Regions from separate parts of the Oncorhynchus mykiss genome. Here region 1 is linked to region 2. The links are chromatin contacts, called in public Hi-C maps. All regions are on one chromosome and are shown on one strand. Each heading gives the region's core, a stretch centred on a gene start, on an enhancer-like site or on the middle of the called end of the contact. The rest is flanking DNA. Distances are from core to core; before and after follow the strand shown. Region 1 holds the start of LOC110509120 (M-phase-specific PLK1-interacting protein). Region 2 holds the start of impa1 (inositol(myo)-1(or 4)-monophosphatase 1).

Region 1 (6,097 bases), core at 1,385-3,884, 150 kb before region 2:
AAACATTAGTATTGTGTTGTTTAAAAATGAATATGGACTTATTTTCTTTGCATTATTCAATGTCTGACAACAAAATTGACCAGTTGTCATTTTCTGCAAATAAATGCCCTAAATGACAATATTTTTATTTGGAATTTGGGAGAAATGTTGTCAGTAGTTTATAGAATAAAACAAAAAAGGTTAATTTTACCCAAACACAAACCTATAAATAGTAAAACCAGAGAAACTGATAATTTTGCAGTGGTCTCTTCATTTTTTTCCCAGAGCTGTACGTATGCAATATAACTTCCAATAAATAGCATCTGAGAAAATGCACATATCTGCTGAATCTGAGTACTCTTTTTGTCTTGTTCTTTACAGTTTGTCTTCCGTCTTCAGGCTCCAGACGATGCGAGGTAACCAAACCCAACTGGGAAATTCATCTTAACGTTATGTTTGAAATACGTATGGCTTGAAGATTGTACTGCAATGTATTTAAACCCATTCTCACAAAGTCTGCACTTCAGTAAAGATAGTCTACTAAGCTGGTTGGAAATACATATTCAGTTTGCATAATTTTACATTGACAACAAAGTGAACAATATATTGCTTCGGCAATGTCATTGAATATACAGGATATTCAAAATACACTGATTAAACTCTCAAATGTTGTTTTTTTTTTTTCTATCTCTGTACCCCACACATACAATAATCTGTAAGGTCCCTCAGCTGAGCAGTGAATTTCAAACACAGATTCAACCACAAAGACCAGGGAGGTTTTCTAATACCTCGCAAAGGAGGCCACCTATTGGTAGATGGGTAAGAAAAATGAAAAAGCAAACATGGAATATCTCTTTGAGCATGGTGAAGTTATTAATTACACTTTGGATGGTGTATCAATACACCCAGTCACTACAAAGACACATGCGTCCTTCCTAACTCAGTTGCAAGAGAGGAAGGAAACTGCTCAGGGATTTCATCATGAGGCCAATGGTGACTTTAAACCAGTTACAGAGTTTAATGGCTGTGATAGGAGAACACTGAGGATAGATCAACAACATTGTAGTTACTTCACAATACTAACCTAAATGACAGAGTGAAAAGAACAATGTCTGTACAGAATAAAACTATTTTAAAAAACAAACATCCTGTTTGCAATCAGGCACAAAAGTAAAACAACAAAGAGTGTGGCAAAGAAATGAACTTTATGTCCAGGAATAAAGAGCGTTATGTTTGGGGCAAATCCAACACAACACATGACTGAGTACCACCCTTCATATTTTTAAGCATGGTGGTGTCTGCATCTTGTTTTTCAGGATATAAAAAGAAACGGAATAGAGCTAAAGCTTAACCTTGGAAAAAAACCTGGTTCAGTCTGCTTTCCAACAGACACTGGGAGACAAATTCACCTTTCAATAGGCCAAACACAAGGACAGATATACACTGGAGTTGCTTACCAAGACGACATTGAATGTTCCTGAGTGGCCTAGTTACAGTTGTGACTTAAATCGGCTTGATAATCTATGGCAGGACTTGAAAATGGTTGTCTAGCAATGATCAACAACCAACTTGACAGGGCTTTAATAATTTTTTAAAGAATAATCTGCAAATATTGTACAATCCAGGTGTGCAAAGCTCTTAAGAGACTTAGAAAGATTCACAGCTGTAATTGCTGTCAAAGGTGATTCTAACGTGTTGACTCAGGGCCGTGAATACTTATGTAAATTACATATTTCTATAAATATGCAAACATTTCTAAAAACATGTTTTCACAATGTCATTATGGGGTGTTAAAAAAATCATATTTAATGCCTTTTGAATTCAGGCTGTAACATAACAAAATGTGGAATAAATCAATGGGTATGAATACTTTCTGAAGGCTTTGTATGATATTATAATAAATTATAATAATACATCAATTATTATAATAAAAATCCCCATCAAAATCCGTCAATTTAAACTAGAGATATCTGTTTATTGAATGGGTTGATTCTCAATCCACCACATCCGGCTGTGGCGCTCTTCCACATCTGCAGTGGAAGGTAGCCGAGCTACCTGTCTGTCAGATCATGAGAGTTCCCGAAAATCGGTTTTCACATGAAAACGCCTGTAGTGTCCTAACGGTTTGGCCTACAAACTAGTATGACCACTCTACGGACTCGTTAAAAAAATGAATGGAAGTATGGAGGTCGTTTTGTGCCTACCTCAAAAAAAGGGGCTAAATATGTGTACAAAATATATATAAATATGCTAGATGTAGGACAGATACTTCAAAAACGTATTCCTTATTATTTATTTTTTGTATGTGTTTTTGCCATTTATATATGTGTTATTCCCATGCATTTGTATGGGATATGGTATTAAAGGCCAAATTCAATATTTAATTATAATGTTTTATATATATTTGTATATATACCTAAAGGGCTCCAAAAATGCCAAATCAAATAGCTAAATGCTCCATGGTTTGACTGCCAATGTTTTTAACGAACGAAATAATTGCTTGATGACCTCTACTCGCTTTGGTTGCTTACTGTTGATCCCTTTCCACCTGAAGGTGGCAGAACACAAGTAATTGTTGATATTGTTTAAAACGCCAACGACGGAGAAGGATACGTTTTCCCTTCTTCCCGTTTATAGTATTTCCTGTTCCGGTTTTCTAAACGCGTAAACAGAGGTTTGAAAACATACATTTGGCATTTGCTTCCAAGAGAGCAAAGATAGTTTTTTTTCTCTTAGAAATAGCTTAGGTTTAGATTTTTGGAAATGTACAGACCGGATTTCAGACAACCCGGTCCGGGCGGAATGGGATCGCGAGGTGGTTTCAGAAGCCCGACAGGATTCGACAACAGCGCGGTGGGAATGCATCCTTCTCCACCGTGGGGATTTCGTGGTGGTCCCCCTCCGTCTTTTGGACCGCCTAGATTTGGCCAGTTTGATTCTCCAAATACTCCTCCAAGAGACTTTAGTGGTAACGGTAATAGGGGTTATCACAGTGGAAGTGGGGGTAAAGGAAGATTTAACAACGGCTCATCTCCAGCGTATACACCGCGTAGACAGAATCCGAGTCCTCGTGGCGCTTCGTACAGAAATTCTCCATACCACTCACAAAGTCCTGGACAACATATGGGTTATCAGGTAACTATTGAATGTTTTTTTTTGTTGCTTACTAAGTAACCCTTTTTGTTATAAGTTGTTATTTATTTTAGCGCCTCTGGTCTGTGTTCTCGTAGATCGGGTTTTGTTTCACCTGCTATTTCCCACTCGGACGCCTCCGAATTGACGCAGGCGCGGTGTAATTAACGTTACACATTTGATATAACAAATATATTTGTCTGTCCAACGATAACCTAAATGATTCGTGAGTAGAAGACGACGAAACGCCATTTTTACCATCATGATGATTTGAGTAGATAGTATGTTTTGGCGTTTGTCTCGTTTATTTTTAGTTTCGATACCACGGCGCTTCTGTTTCTCACACGTGTCTGTAATTGACCTCCCGACGCCTCCATCATTTTATTTAATCTAATTGGTTTATAGTTTCGATGTCTCATAACGTGATGGTTCTTTCCCCCTGAAGGGTTCCCCTCGGCATTCCACTCCGTTTGGGCCGCGTGGTGGCAGAGGCCAGGGGGCACAAGGTGGTGTGGAGAAGTTTTACAACGCTTCTATGCTGCAGGACCCATGGGCTAGCCTACAGCCAGTGCCGGTCACGAGCACAACCAGCTCCCAACAGCAAACCACACATACAGGCAGGCCAGGGAGATATTTCAACTAGGACTTTCCCCTTCAAACCATGCAGATGAGGCCTCAAACCTTTCCGTTTCATATTTGCCCTGTCCTTTTCTTTTGTTTCGGACTATTACCAAAAACCATTGAAGTGTGGTAAAAGTTGCCTATAACACAGACTATATAGTACAGCAGTCTTTGAAGATGTCAGAGGATTCACCAGCAATTGTTAGCGGACACACACTGTCCACTATCTGAAGCTCTTTTCCAGCACACCTTGTGATCACACCTTTACTTTTTAAACCTGATCGTGAGACTTTCTCAATTTCAGGGCAAATGGCAGCATACTAAAAACCAAACACAGGGAATCAATTATATTCAAAAAATTCTTTAGTGAATTTTGTTTTATCCATTTTTGCAGGCTAGTTTAATACCATATATGGTATGTCTGTGTACCTTTTTAATCATATGTTTCCCATTTTTAACATTGTGTCAGTATAAAGTGTTGATTAGTAAGGGGACTTTTTTTATTTACTTTTACCCCTCAGAAGGACAGCTGTGAATCTCTAGGTCTGTATCCACAAAGCATATCCCAGTGGGAATGCTGCTCTACAATCAGTGTTGCCTTGTTTTTAAAAAATAAATAAAACCATAGTGAATAAGATTACGTGGACAGATCCTAGATCAGCACTCCTACTCTGATGTTTTTGTGGATACGGGCCCTGATCTCCACAGGTTAGCATTGCGTTGGAAGAACTGATTGATTAGTTGGGTCTAGCCTGTTATGATGGACTGTATAAACCTCTAATTTGTTCTAGGCCTATTTCTAATGATATTACATGTGAAATGTATTTTACTGCTATTTCAAGATGGGCAATATAAACCAGTGACTTGTCACTGCCTCAGGTTTCTACATGTGTAAATATGTATTCTAAAGGATATGTGTTTTCTTATTGTCGAGAAATATAATTTGGACGTTTGGTGTAATTGTTTGTAGTAAATTCAAAAAAATGGTAAAAAACGGTTGTGATTAGTTTGACTTAAGACAATTGCCCGCAGCGTATCACCCTTTGCCCCGTGTAGGGTGCAGTCTTTTGGATGGGATGTTAAATGGTTGTCCTGACTGTCTGGTCATGAGGTGTTAACCCTGGTGTCCTGGCTAAATTCCCAACCTCGCCCCATTTCCATCAAGGCCACCTAATCACCCCCCCTTCATTTCTAATTGGCATATCACTCCTCACCTGATGGGCGGTGAGCGTTGGTCGCTATGCATCACCCAGGTGGGCGAGGTGATTGTTTTTTTTCTCCCTCGTACTATGTGAAGTGCTTTGAGTACCTCGGTTGGTAGTAAAGCGTTTAAATAGACCTGATCCATTTATTACTTCATTATGATTGGCCAAAGACTTAGGCCTACTCGATTATGTAAATGCATGAGTGGCGTCCTTATATAATCTGTGTAACTTTTAAGTCTCGATATATGATTTTACAAATTGACATGGTGCTTGTCCCTTATGCAACAGTACTACATACTTTTGTCTATGTATATACACACACACACACCCATCACTCACATGTGAAAATGTAGTTTACTCTGGTTTGAAATTTCTATTAAAGTTTGCTTTAACTTTTTATAGCTGTTCATCTTGTAAGGTTGTCCCAAGAAAAAGACGAAACATTGACATTGTAAGTTATTTAATTTCCCCTTTTCCTTAATTTTCCAGTCAATTTACACTATTCCACATGTTATGAGTTGAAAGGACCTCTGCTACCAGCGGCCAGCATTAGGGCAGCGGGCGGCACAGACTTAATGATAGCGTCATTGCTCCTAGATATCAAGCCTCGTACAAACAGAACAATAGCATGGGATACCAGGGGGCGTGTTCATTAGGGCACACAATGGAAATGTTTTTCAACGAGAAACGGGTCTTTTCTTATTTGAGAAGTTCATAGTTCCTCACCAGTTTCATTCCATTCGGTGCCTAATGAACGAGACCCAGGTTACAATAATTGTCTTGGTAAAAAAAAGAAAAGTATTGGACCAGAGCCTAAGATATTATTTGCGGTGTGCGACTGTTAACTTCATTTAAAAAAAAAAAAAAAACGTTGTCAGTTCTCACATTTTCAAACAGGACGGAACCTTAAGCATAATGGGCCATTGGTGCAATAGTTTCCCATTTCAGTGCGTCTCCTCAAGTTCATTGGTACATTCCATCCAAGGACTGGAGTAAACACCCATCTATATGACACCGCAGCACAGTTATTAACGTGGAAGATTCTCAACTAGGGATGTTCACGCCATCATTTTCTGAAATGCATTTTCCCGTGTTAACTGTCTTCATATCAAAAGTAGCTTATTTTGAAATTAAAAGGTGTCTATGTTAACTACTTAAGT
Region 2 (6,024 bases), core at 2,048-4,547:
TAAAGACCAATTTAATTGAATACACAAATGTGTGGATTCTCATCGTTGAGGTTATGCTGCCACCTACTGTTTGTGTGTTCTACCTACATGTCTTTTACCATTGACATAGTGAAACGAAATGGTTATAATAATGATGCGCAATTCAGTTAAATCTCCATTACATTTATACAGTAATGCCATATAATGTCAATCCCATATTGGTCAAATAAAATCACAAAATGGTTTTGGGTACAGTAAAAATCTGCTATCATATTCAGGTAGATTTAAAAAAAAAAAAAAAATCAGAATAAACAGACACTGTTATAACGTTTAGGCTACACATTGAATTCTCATCTTGGTTTTCTTTTTGGTGAGGCCACCATTTCATTTAATGAATGCCTTGATGCCTGCCTATATCAGATGGATGCCGATTCTGGTATCATTACATAAGACAGAGGGTTAATTAAGGCATAAAAAAAATGAAAGTAGGGTGGTTGGTCAGGGTGGATGGATGGGCGTATAATGCAAACGTCTAGTAACCTTTTGCCTGTTCAAATCTCCACATGGACAACTTGAACATTTTAGCTAATTAGCAACTACTTACGACCTTTTAGCTACTTTAAAATGACTTAGCATGTTAGCTAACCCTTTAACCTAACGCTTAACCCTAACCTTAAACTCTAACCCCAACCCCTAGCCTAGCTAATGTTAACCACCTATCTAACATTAGCGTTAGACACCTAGCTAACATTAGCCACCTAGCTAACATTAGCGTTAGCCACCTAGCTAAAATTAGCAACAACCAAGTGCAATCGGAAACGTACATTCAACCATCAAGCCTGGCTAATATTTCAAAACAATTATTTTATTTATGCCAGACAAGCCCATCAAGACATTCAAATCTGGAGGACCCCTTTCCTCAGCGTAAGAGATGCAGTATTTGAGCCAATAGGGTCAGTTACTGCAGCCACAACATTGAAACAGAATCCTACTTTAACCAATGACCAGCCAGCATTGGAAAGCATGGACGGTTTCGGAAGTTGGAACTGCATGGAGTGAAATGCCTTTAAAAGCCTCATTGCCACCTGTCCAGAGCACTAAGCTATGCATTGTATCCCACCAAACAGTGATTGACAATCATCTTGAAATGTAGAAAGCATTGTCCCCTGTTATCACAAGTTGAAATATTGACTTTGCCATGTTATTACATCTTGATCAATATTTCTCATGATCATGTGATTTTGTAAAGGGGTTATTTGGTCATTAAAAAAACTAGGAGGAACAAGGCACTCTTCATATAACTAAAATGTCATTAGAGCATGTTCAATGGAACAAAGTTTGAAAAACTCTTGACGTGTTTCCCAAATTATTATTTTCCCAAATAAGAGATATGATTATGGATATGATAAAATAATACAACTGCTTCAAATGCGCTCCTACTCTCCATTGTGATAGTGAGAGAGGTGTCAATGTGTTCAAACAGCTGAACTGTGAATAGCATTGTGGTTTCCTCCTCTAAACTTGTGACCTATAGCTTTACCTTAACCTTTTGTGATGTAGAGCAAATAGGTTTATTATGGATAATGTATGGTGATAATGGAGGGGGGTTATGGATCATGTATGGGGATTATGGATAATGGAGGGGGATAATGTATGGTGATTATGGATAATGGAGGGGGGGTTATGGATAATGGATGGGGATTATGGATAATGGAGAGGGGTTATGGATCATGTATGGGGATTATGGATAATGGAGGGGGATAATGTATGGTGATTATGGATAATGGAGGGGGGTTATGGATAATGGATGGGGATTATGGATAATGGAGAGGGGTTATGGATCATGTATGGGGGTTATGGATAATGGAGGGGGTTATGGATAATGTATGGCGATTATGGATATTGGAGGGGGATTATGGATAATGGGGTTATGGATAATGGAGAGGGATTATGGATAACAGGCATATTGGAGAGGGATTATGGATAATGGAGTCTATGGATAATGGGGGTGGATATTGGAGGGGGTTATGGATAATGGATCACCTGTGGAACTCCGTTTAGGGATACTAAACGAAGCATGGAATGCTGTCATACCTTGTAATTTACATAAAATGCTTACAACTGTCCATGCATGGAATTCTTACATGGAATTCTTACATAGAATGCTTACAGGGTCCTTTTGCAATTTGGGTGAACTATCCCTTGAACTATTAAAATGGTGGAAGCCCTCAATGGCAATGTCCATGCTACAAGGGGTTATATACATCTAGAATACCTATTTCTATGGCATCAAATAACTGCTACAGTTCCTACTTTTCAGTAAAGTGTTAGAAATTACTCCAATTGAGACTGTTTGTATTAATGGGTTGTTCATATCAACCTGACTGAGGATTGATTGCCTGTAAAACGTTTTTAAAATACACTGAACACGCGGTTTGTTGATGTCAACGTTGTGAACAGAGTCCATCATGTTGGTGGTGTGGTTATGGTATAGACAGGCATAAGCTACGGACAATGAATACAATTGTATTTTAACGATGGCAACTTGAACGCACAGAAATACCGTAACGAGATCCTGAGGCCCATTGTCGCGCCATTCACCCGCCACCATCACCTCATGTTTCAGCATGATAATGCACGGCCCGATGTCGCAAGGATCTGTACACAATTCCTGGAAGCTGAAAATGTCCCCGTTCTTCCATGACCTGCGTACTCACCAGACATGTCACTCTTTGAGCATATTTGAGATGCTCTGGATCGATGTGTACTACAACGTGTTCCGGCCAATATCCAGCAACTTCGCATAGCTTGAAGAGGAGCGGGACAACATTCCCAAGGCCACAACCTTTAGCCTGATCAACTGTATGCGAAGGAGATGTGTCGCGCTGCGTAAGGCAAATGGTTTGTCACACCAGATACTGACTGGTTTTCTGATCCACGCACCTACCTTTCCTTTCTTTTTTTTCAAATGTATCTGTATCCTTTTTATTTTATTTTTTTAAACGTCTGTGACCAACTGATGCATATCTACATTCCCAGTCATGGTGAAATCCATAGAATAGGGCGTAATGCATTTATTTCAATTGACTGATTTCCTTTTATGAACTACTGTAACTCAGTTAAATCTTTGAAATTGTTACATGTTGCGTTTAAAAGTTTTGTTCAGTATTGCTAATGGCGTGCAGTGGCGCAACACTGGCCAGTAAGCGGCAGCACATACCCGTCATTCGTCTTGTTGGGCAAAATAGCCAAGAAGAAGACGATTCTATGCGGAAGTTTACAAAAAAATTGGTTCTATGCGGAAGTGGTGGCTTATTGACTTTTCCCAACTCGATCTACTATCGGTGAGATTTTAGTCTCTTTTTTTTCTCGATCATTCGTATGCTAGTTACAGTCTCTTATTTCCTATTCTGTGCACAGACTAGCTCGATAACGTGTTGTGTGTTACATTTTAAGATGGAATGGTTATAAATCCTCGCATATAGCTCGAGAACTGTTAGGCTAAACCAATCTCGGATCAGTACTGTAAATCGTTTTTTAAATGGATAAACAAGACTTTATCTGAAAACATTTGCAATGCAAACAGTTTTATTATAGAATATCGCTATTTGTTTTAATTAAATGATTATACCATAATTTGTCAATGTACTTTCACATTCTTCCCATCAGTATAGGAGCAATCAGTCGTTCTTCCCTCTAGGGTTGCTATTTTTACAAAGGTCATGCTCTTGGAAAATGGAAATTACAGGAGGATTTGCCTCAGGTTTCATAAAGCTCTTATTCTGATGGAATTGACAGCATTTTCAGCTCCATTGCTACAAGCACATACTGGACCCAGTATTGGGGTAGCTAGTTTATTTGCAAATTTCTCCAACATAACCATAGTATGATCGATAAACTTTGAGGTGTTATTTTATCAATGTTTTATGTATTAAGTAAAACCTTTTCACTGTCTGTTCCACAGCATCCTTTTAAGGACATAGTTCTTACATCAAGGCACCATACCATGACTGACCTTTGGCAGAATGCCATGGACCATGCTGTGGCTCTGGCCAGGAAAGCAGGCTCGGTGAGTGCCTCTGTCTGTCTGTGTCTGTTTTTGTGTCTGTCTTTCCTTTCTGTCTGTTTTTGTGTTTGTCTGACTGTCTCTGTCTGACTGTCTCTGTCTGACTGAGTTTGTGTCTGAATTTGTGTCCTGTCTGTCTGTCTTTTTGTCTGTTTTTGTGTTTGACTGTCTCTGTCTGACTGTCTCTGTCTGACTGAGTTTGTGTCTGAATTTGTGAATTTGACTGACTGACTGACTGACTGACTGACTGACTGACTGACTGACTGACTGACTGACTGACGGACTGACTGACTTTGTGTCTGTCAGAGCGTGTGGTGGTGCTGCTTGTCTTGTGGTTTTCTTCACTGACCTTTTGGCTTCAGACAGAAGTTCCAGTATTCAACTGTGTATCTATCTGCTGCAGCTTGTAAGGGATGCAGTACAGAATGACATGAAGGTTATGTTGAAGAGTTCTTCTGTGGACCTGGTGACTAAAACTGACCAAAAGGTGGAGCAACTCATTATAGACTCTGTGAAGGAGAAATTCCCCACGCACAGGTACAATAACTTACTGTGGCTTTGCTTATATAAAGACATATCCTGAGACACACACACACACACACACACACAGGCACACTTCTTATAGCCCAAGAAAAGGAGAAGGATTTTTACAGGTATATTACAGAACCTCCCGATCAGTATCTGTTGGTGTTCAATCAGACATTATAAAGGTGATATTATACATGGTGTTTCTAGAGGATGCAGACATTATAAAGGTGTTAATACACATGGATGCAGATGGGGCGGCAGAGTAGCCTGGTGGTTAGAGCGTTGGACTAGTAACCGAAAGGTTGCAAGTTCGAATCCCCGAGCTGACAAGGTACAAATCTGTCATTCTGCCCCTGAACAGGCTGTTCCTAGGCCGTCATTGAAAATAAGAATTTGTTCTTAACTGACTTGCCTAGTTAAATAAAGGTAAATAAAATTTAAAAAATGATGCCGACATTATAAAGGTGTTTCTAGATGATGCAGACATTATAAAGGTGTTTATAGATGATGCAGACATTATAAAGGTATAAATAATAGATGATGCAGACAAATATGATGCAGACATTATAAAGGTGTTTGGTGTTTCTAGATGATGCAGACATTATAAAGGTATAAATAATAGATGATGCAGACATAGATGATGCAGACATTATAAAGGTGTTTATAGATGATGCAGACATTATAAAGGTATAAATAATAGATGATGCAGACATAGATGATGCAGACATTATAAAGGTGTTTATAGATGATGCAGACATTATAAAGGTATAAATAATAGATGATGCAGACAAATATGATGCAGACATTATAAAGGTGTTTGGTGTTTCTAGATGATGCAGACATTATAAAGGTGTTTATAGATGATGCAGACATAGATGATGCAGACATTATAAAGGTGTTTATAGATGATGCAGACATTATAAAGGTGTTTCTAGATGATGCAGACATTATAAAGGTGTTTCTAGATGATGCAGACATTAGAAAGGTGTTTCTAGATGATGCAGACATTATAAATGTGTTTGGTGTTTCTAAATGATGCAGACATTATAAAGGTGTTTCTAGATGATGCAGACATTATAAAGGTGTTTCTAGATGATGCAGACATTAGAAAGGTGTTTCTAGATGATGCAGACATTATAAAGGTGTTTCTAGATGATGCAGACATTATAAAGGTGTTTGGTGTTTCTAAATGATGCAGACATTATAAAGGTGTTTCTAGATGATGCAGACATTATAAAGGTGTTTCTAAATGATGCAGACATTATAAAGGTGTTTCTAGATGATGCAGACATTATAAAGGTGTTTCTAGATGATGCAGACATTATAAAGGTGTTTGGTGTTTCTAAATGATGCAGACATTATAAAGGTGTTTGGTGTTTCTAAATGATGCAGACTATATGGACTTTAATGGCGATCGTTTAGTAGGTCGTTTTACGGAGAGGGGGCGATCT

The links. A called contact is a pair of places that touch in the nucleus more often than the background predicts.
Region 1: a Hi-C map of liver shows a contact between it and region 2, with 4 times the contacts expected there. The contact joins the promoter of LOC110509120 here to the promoter of impa1 in region 2. A contact is called at or near these places in 2 of 3 Hi-C or Micro-C datasets (blood and liver).

The regions. Positions count from the first base shown.
Region 1 is chr28:37,470,085-37,476,181 of USDA_OmykA_1.1, reverse strand. It overlaps LOC110509120 (M-phase-specific PLK1-interacting protein), which reads left to right and starts at 2,634. Exons shown (of 2, transcript XM_021590091.2): 1 at 2,634-3,114; 2 at 3,557-4,726. The coding sequence starts at 2,743. The coding sequence ends at 3,754. fbxl7 (F-box/LRR-repeat protein 7) reads left to right here and starts at 5,338. Exons shown (of 4, transcript XM_036966595.1): 1 at 5,338-5,388. LOC110509119 (ras-related protein Ral-A) reads right to left here. Exons shown (of 5, transcript XM_036966597.1): 5 at 5,381-6,097.
Region 2 is chr28:37,320,325-37,326,348 of USDA_OmykA_1.1, reverse strand. It overlaps impa1 (inositol(myo)-1(or 4)-monophosphatase 1), which reads left to right and starts at 3,297. Exons shown (of 10, transcript NM_001160581.1): 1 at 3,297-3,323; 2 at 3,944-4,048; 3 at 4,449-4,481; 4 at 4,563-4,582. The coding sequence starts at 3,986.